Linked DNA regions of Zea mays: region 1 is linked to region 2. Evidence: chromatin contacts called from public Hi-C data. All regions are on one chromosome and are shown on one strand. The core of a region is the stretch at or near the end of the contact, and the rest is flanking DNA. Distances in the headings are between cores, read along the strand shown.

Region 1 (4,037 bases), core at 848-3,347, 360 kb after region 2:
AGAGTCGGATGGTCCAGCGTAATACGTTGACCGGTTCATGCCATATCCGGACGGTCAGGCGTAAGATGGCGGACGGTCTGCAACATATTCGGACGGTCCGGCGTGATGCACCGGACGGTCCGTGATGGGGCCGAAGTGTTCAGGGTTGTACCCTGATGGTCCAGCCATGTACGGTGCGACCTGAGTGTTTTTGTGTGCGGGCTTGCATCTGGTCGGACGGTCCGGCGAAATACGTTGGACGGTCCGCGGTATAACCGGACTGTCTGAGATAATGCTCGGACGGTCCGGTCGCGTCCAGTACCTGCCGTGTGCCTAGTGGTTACGGCTGTGATGGTGACACGAAAGCGTGCATCGGCATACCATATGATGGCTGGGTCAAAGGTGACCCGTTTATAGCCGATGTGTTTGACGTGGGTGGCACTGTATTAGACTCTCGCGATGGAAAATGAGGAGCAGCTGATTTCTCGTATGCACGTAAATGCATTTTAATAGATTCATCTACATATTGTTTTAACGGATCTCCTCGTTGATCTATGAAAGTCGTAAGAGATAGATCTGGAGTACTTACAGCGGGACCCTGCAGTGGAGGTAGGAGAGATTCCATATCGATCTCCCCTTGACGGACAATCTTCTGGTGGCGATCCACCATGAAGTGTGACAAGTACTTGTCCGCCGCCTCCTTGCGCCGTTCGGAGAGTTTATGCAGCAGTTCCGCCTCTTCCTTGTCACGTTGTTCGTTCCATTGCCGCATCACCTCTTTCTCATCGCGCATTACGAGGTCTTCAAAGGGCCTTTGGTCATCAGCCGGGAGCGCCTCCATGGCCGGCTTGATGATGTTGGTAGTGGAGATCTTGGTGTGATCCTTAGAACCAGCCATTTATGGGCCGATTTTTAGCAGATCTAGACACCTATTCCCCAGCGGAGTCGCCAAAAAGTATGTTGACACCTTTTCGGAGGCGCCAATTACTCAAAAGAACCAGCGGCGGTGCTCTCTGGTCAGGCGCGGACGGTCCGCGGCTTGGTGTCGGACGGTCCGCGACCTGGCGCGAGGCGGCGGTACTCTCTGGTCAGACGCGGACGATCCGCGGCACAAGGCCGGACGGTCCGCGACCTGGTGCAGGAGCTCGGGTTCCCTGCCTGACGGCCGAACGGTCCGCGCTCTAGGGCCGGACGGTCCGCGCGTGCGCAGGGGCGGCGGAAGATCGCCGGCGGCGCCTGGATCTCGCTCCCGGGAGGGACCCCGTCGGGGAGGAGAGATCCTAGGAGTTGTCTAGGCTCGGGCCGGCCGACCTAGACTCCTCTAATCGACGTAGAGTCGAGGAGAGGCGGAGAATTTGGGGATTGAAATACTAAACTAGGGCTAAACTAGAACTAGACTAGAACTACTCCTAATTGTGCTGAAAATAAATGCGAGATAGAAGTTGTATTGGTTCGATTGTTGGGGGTTTAATCGGCCGTAGCCCTTCATCTATATAAAGGAGAGGTCTGGATCCGTTTCCAACTGTTTCCCGAGTTAATCCCGCGGTTTTAGGTAACAAATCCCGCGAGAAACTAGGAACCCTAACTGACTCTGCGCGCGCGTGGACCGTCCGCGCCACCACCGCGGACAGTCCGAACCGCGAACCGTCCGGTCTCAGGGTCGGACCGTCCGCCAGGCTCTTTTTAGCCTCCAACAAATATCAATAACAGAAAAATAGTAATATGATTGCGGTGGACCCTATAAAAAAGATAGAACGAAGCTATGCCAGGCTATGTAGAGCAATGTTATGTTAAAAAAATACGCCATAAATTTATGTCACGTAAGTTTGATGAGTTAGAACATCTCATAGAGGCTAATATTTTGATGGGCCACTGCGTAATTTCAAAAAAAGAGCCCCCACGTACATTAGGGTAATCAATTAAGCCTAATTAATCTACTAATCTAGGGACTGATTCGATTGAAATCACGAACATACGGATCATTCGAGAAAAGAGAATGAACAGACGGGGTGATAAGTGGAAAAGATAACAAAGACGGGGTATTAAGTGAAAAGCGAACAGAGACCGGTGGAAAGGACCCCGGCCCACCTGGAAGCCGGAGAGAATCGAGCAGAGCCACCGATCGCTCCTCTCCACTTTCCACATTCCAGTTCCACTCCGCCTCCGCTGCCGGTCGCCGACTCCGAAACTCCGACAGTCCGACCACAAGGTGAGGATCCGATCCCAAACAGTTTCAGGCGACTGCGCCACCCCAACGCTCCTAGGGGGACTTCTTCCAGTGAGATCCATGGCTGCCGATCTTAGATTGGGGGGCGGGAGGCAAGGGCAGACTGGCGTGGTACCAGTACCACCGGCGGGGCAACTTGATCGGAGTGGTTGCTGTGTCAGGGCCGGAGCCGGAGCCGGTGGCAGCTCTCCGCCGCCGGCGACGGGTGCTGGAGGGCGGAGCGGGGCTGGGGAGCTAGTGGCTGTAGTCGTGTTTCTGTCGGGAGTCGGGACTCGGGAGGCTCAAGAGAGCGACCGCTGCACTGGAGGCCGAAGGGAAGGAACGAGGCCGTTGAATCGCAGGATCAGGGAAAAATCTCCAGCCTCTCTACATATTCTTGTCGTCTCATGGATCTGGCCTGCCATTTGGTGTCTGGTGATGGGATTCTAGGATCAATTCTACTTTGTAGGGTTTCATCGATTCTTGTGTTACATCTGTGGTCTAGGAAAATTGCTGTTTTATGTTTCTCAGTGAAGAAAAATACCGATACTAATAATGTAGGTCTTGTGCGGGATCCACAGAAGGATGAGTGAAGAGGATAAGACTGCTGCTTCTGCTGAGCAGCCGAAGAGGGCCCCTAAGCTCAATGAAAGGATCCTCTCTTCTCTGTCCAGGAGGTCCGTAGCTGCTCATCCATGGCATGATCTTGAGATCGGTACGTTGGCACAACTATCCTTTCTTGCTCTTCTAACTCCTTTGTCAAATAAGCATACACTAATTGATTTTGGTTATACAGGTCCTGATGCTCCTGCTGTTTTCAATGTTGTAAGTACCAGCATTACCTTAGAACCGTTTGATGTGTTATATGTTCGGTGCTGTGGGGACTTAGGTTGTCTGGAACCATCTACGGGAAGGTGAGGGGTTTCATGCAGCTGTAATGGTGATTCTGTAGTGCTTTCTGACCACTTAAGTCTCACTCCATTTATATTGGTATGGTATCTCAATCAGACTGAAGTTGTTGGGAACAACACTTTGGATGATTCAGCATTTCTCATTTATTTAAACTGACTTTACCAAAACGGTTACCAAATGATTTTTTCACTCAGCTAGAAGGTGATTCATGATTGTGCCGTTATTGTTGAAGCGTTAACTATTTTTGTTGTGTAAAAAGGCAGGTTCCACTCATGAATATAATTAATTCTGTTTAAGTAAAAGGTAGTTTAAACTCATAATCGCATTATTAATGTTGAACATTTAGTGTAATTAAACCAGACACATAGAAGGCAGGTTCTACACACGATTTGACATTAGTGTTAAATAGTTAGTATAATCAGTGCTGTCATGTGAAGGGCAAGTATGACTAATGATTTTGCCTCAAATGTTGACCAGTTAGTCCTATATCATGATCTCTCTGTAGTGTTGAATGATTAGTGCAATTAACTTTGTCAAATACAAGGCAGATTTGAGTCATGGTTTTTCTGTTATTATCGAATAATTTGTATAATTATCTCTGTCATGTGAAAGGTTGTTCAACCCACAGTTCTGCCACTAGTTCTGAACGATTATTCAGTTGGCATAAAAGGTTGGCAGGGTCTTTATTTTGAACTTAAAACAGGAAAACCCACCATTGTAGGAACCATTTTTTCCTGATTTGCATAAGTTCAACAAATCATCCTGTTATGGTCACTAGATCGGTGAGGGATTGGAGAGGGGTATCGATGGGCAGGAACGTCGGCCGGGGGCCTTTGCCCACGGCCAAGCAAGAGGAGGGTTTCTCCCTTCTAATTCTTGCCTACTTTATTTCTCATCCATTGATTACATAAATAGGCTAGCTAGTCGTCCCTATCTAACT
Region 2 (4,072 bases), core at 384-2,883:
CATCGGCATCGTCCGGATGAGGTCCCTCGCCTCCCTGAGCTCCCCGGCGCGGCCGAGGAGGTCGACCATGCACGCGTAGTGCTCCGCTTTCGGCCTCACCGTCCGGTCCCGCCGGATGCAGGAGAAATACCGGCGGCACTCGTCGACTAGGCCGGCGTGGCTGCACGCCGACAGCAGCGCCAGGTAGGTCACCTCGTCGGGCTCCACGCCTCCCGCTCGCATTTCCTCGAACAAGGCGACGGCTTCACGGCCAAGCCCGTGCTTCCCGAGGCCATTGACCATCGTCGTCCACGAGACGACGTTCGGCGCCCGCATCTCCCGGAACATCCGCTCCGCCTCGTCGGGCAGCCCGCACTTGAGGTACATGTCGACGATGGAGTTGCCCGCGGACACGTCCGTCCCGGTCGGGTCCTTGATGCCGTAGCAGTGCACCTGCCTGCCCTGCTCGACTAGCGCGAAGTCCGCGAGCACGCCGACGACGCTGGACAGAACGTGGGAATCGGGTCGGGCGCCGGAGCGCCAGAACCGCCGGAACAGCTCCAGCGCCTCCGTCACCTGCCCCTCCTGCGCGTGCCCGACGACCACCGCCGTCCACTGGATGACGTTCTTCCGCTCCAGCCTCTCGAACACTTGCATCGCCACCGGCAAGCGCCGGCATTTGACGTACATGTCGACCAGCGCGCCGGCGAGGATAGCGTTGGAGGCCGTCGAGAACCCGCTTGCCGTCATGGCCGCGTGAACCTGCGCGCCCTCGCGTGTCGCGCCAAGACCGCTGCAGGCTTTGAGCAGGCTGGCAAAGGTGAACTCGTCAGGCTGATGCTGACCCTCATGCCGCCGCATCTCCCGGAACACGAGCAGCGCGTCCCTGCCGTGGCCGGCGTGCGCGTACCCGGAGACCATGGCGTTCCAGGTGGCGATGCCACTCCCGAGCCCGGCGCCGTCAAACACACGCCGCGCGTCGCCGATCCTCCCGCCCTTGGAGTAGACGAGCACCAGCGAGCTGGCGACGACGTCGTGCTCCTGGTACCCTGCCCGGACGCAGAGCCCGTGGATCCCGACGCCCGCAGCCGTGTCACCGACGACGCAGCAGGCCTTGAGGCTCGCGGAGAGCGTGTACTCGTTCGGCGCCGCCTCGGAGGCGGTCCGCATCTCGCCGAGCAGCCTGAGGCAGCCCGTGGCGTCGCCGTGCCGCAGGAAGCCCACCATGAGCGCCGTCCAGGAGACCACGTTCCTGTCGCGCATTCCGCCGAACACCTCGCACGCCAGGTCCAGCTCCCCGCACTTGACGTACATGTCGATCAGGTTGTTGCCCAGCATGGTGTCCGATCCGAACCCCATCTTCGTTATGGCGCCGTGCAGCTGGACGCCGCCGCGGAGCGACGAGCTTCTCGCGCTTGCCCTGAGGAGGCCGGCGATCATCTTCTGCCGCTCCATTGGATTCGTGGGAAACGACGCTGCTCATGCAGATACCAGCCCTGCTCGGTTCCCGTTAGGATCGCCGCGATTGAGGTGGCGAATCTCAAGCGATGACGCGATTGAGGGTATCAGCAGTGTTGATACACTGGAGAACGGGAAAGACGCGCTTCTGTTGATGCACTGAAGCAGCTGAAGGGAGACGAAAACGAACACTTGCCATCAGCAGTGTCATTGAATTCAGAATACTGTCTTATTCATGGTTTCTTGTAAACTAACTAAATCGACCTTGTAATCCCAAATGTCCTTAAGAAAGGTACCCAACCCTTTCTTAGATGCACCTCTACAATACCAAATGAGACCCTAGTTTATTAATTTCTTGTTAAATTTGCCTCTATTTTTTAAATAGAATTAACAATTGGACAAACCTCAACATCATATTCTTCAGTTTGCCATCCACACAAGGTTTGTTCAAGGGAGGTACAGCCTCTGGACGCATACTTTCTTAGTTTTCAACTATCGTTGGTTTACTCAGAGCAGCTCTAGTTGTCTTTAAATCTTTGATCATATCAATATCTTAAAATTTTTAATCATGTTGATTAATTCCAATTTTAGAAGAAATATCAAGTAAATCAATATCAGCAAGAACTGCAAAGGGGTCCCCAGAAAGATTTGAGTTACGTTCAGTCTACTCTTGCTTAGCCTTCTCATCCCCCTTGTCCACCTTGGATAGTTGGATGCATCTGATCTGACTGCTCTTGCTCTCCAAGCCTTTTGCTCTGTCTGACTTGTCGCCATTCCATCATAGCCACTTTTTCCCACTTTATCTATTGGATCTTCAATGTCACTTGAGCATTATGTCTCTCCATAATGGTTTCACTAATTGCTTCCTCTTGCACTCCCATATATTCCTCCTTGTCTTCTTGTGCCAAACTGGATCTGGCAGTACTCATGGACTAGTAGTCCAGCTCAGGAAACTTCTCATCCCCCTTGGTAATCCAATAACAAATTAAACAGTCTCTGCTGTTATTGGCAAGGGCCGTGCACTGACTTTGTGTAAGGATAGTCATACACACTAGACAACAAGAGCCCAGCGAGGATCCGATGCTCAATTACTTCAATGTTCATTTGCAATAATGAACCGAAGCCTATCTGCTTTACCTTTCTTTTAGCCTATATGGCATAAAAAAATGTTGCGTTTTTCAACGCAGCTGGGGCACATCTCATTATAGCATAGCACCCATGCATCTCCTTCTCAACCTTCGTATCTTCACGTCGGCTCATTGGAGTTCGATCTTTGGTATCTTCACTGGTCGTGTACCGTTTAAACGCTTTCTCCCGAGCAAACCTCCGAACAGTGGGTGCTCTGGACTCTATATCTGAGTCACCTTCGCTAGAAACATAAACATGAGAGTTTTTTCTGAAGCCCGACTGAGCAGCACCTGATTGTGTTGTGTGTGTGTGTGTTATATATTACATATGCTGATAACTTCAAAAAATTATTACTGACTGTCCATAATATAATACTATACAAACATATTTGTTACAGACTGGAATATATATTACTAACTGTTGGGCGTTGTTAGTGAATATTCAGACCTTATTATTGGTTATACTCATGTATTAAATTCAGAAAAAAAGACTATAACATTCACTACTGATTGTTCGACGTTATTATTGAGTATTCGACGTTGTTACTAACTATACACGTGAATTAATTCAAACAAAAAAATTATCCATAATATCTATTACTGATTGTTCACTTTATTACTGAATGTTATACATATTATTGATGCAGTAATAACTAAGAATGTGTATCTTTTGCCGTATTCAAAAGGCCATTTATACTAACTATACGGCAGATTGTTACCGATTAGAATATATATTACTAACTGTTGGACGTTGTTATTGAATATTCATACGTTGTTACTTACTATATTCATGTAAGAAATTCAGAAAAAAGACTAACATCTAATACTGATTGTTCGACGTTATTACTAAATATTCGACGTTGCTACTGACTATACACCTGAATTAATTCAAACAAAAAAATGTCCATAATATCTATTACTAACTGTTCACTTTATTACTGAACGTTATACATATTACTGATGCGGTAATAACTTAGGATGTGTATCTTTTATCGTATTTAAAAAGCTATTTTTATACTAACTATATGATAAGATGTCTACAAAAATTGTTTTCTTGGAAAATATACTAGTGGAAAAATAGAAATCATACTACCATCACACCTCGTCGATTATTTCTCAAAAAACCAATAAAACTAGGTGTCGCGTATAATGTTTCACTTGAAAAAAACTATGTGCATACAATCTAGTACTAACTTGCCCCCCCCATAATACTGTTGTGGACATTGCTGAAAAATCAAAATCGATTTTGGTTGTGAGGGAGGAAAACCCTACCTGTAACGATATGCAAAATCCACTCCGTCGCAGCTCCTAATCTTTTGAATACAACAACGTTGTAGAATGGAATTCCGCTAGGTGTGGCGCAAAACGTGAAACCCTAGTAGCAACCCCCTCTTCCCTCTACGGCGGCAACATAGGGCAGTGGCGACGTAGGCGCGGCGGTTACGATATGCATGGGTTTCGAATTTTGAAAAGCGGCTAAAAATAGGGTGTGGGTTCGCCTTTTGTTG

What was found. Hi-C and Micro-C count contacts between places; a contact is called where the count stands out from the background.
Region 1: a Hi-C map of ear shows a contact between it and region 2, with 3 times the contacts expected there. The contact joins the promoter of IPP here to the promoter of LOC100191393 in region 2. A contact is called at or near these places in 2 of 25 Hi-C or Micro-C datasets (ear and tassel).

Annotation. Positions count from the first base shown.
Region 1 is chr2:26,060,183-26,064,219 of Zm-B73-REFERENCE-NAM-5.0, forward strand. It overlaps IPP (Soluble inorganic pyrophosphatase), which reads left to right and starts at 2,098. Exons shown (of 9, transcript NM_001111419.1): 1 at 2,098-2,188; 2 at 2,747-2,900; 3 at 2,982-3,010. The coding sequence starts at 2,771.
Region 2 is chr2:25,699,423-25,703,494 of Zm-B73-REFERENCE-NAM-5.0, forward strand. It overlaps LOC100191393 (Putative pentatricopeptide repeat-containing protein), which reads right to left and starts at 1,634. Exons shown (of 1, transcript NM_001136827.1): 1 at 1-1,634. The coding sequence starts at 1,434.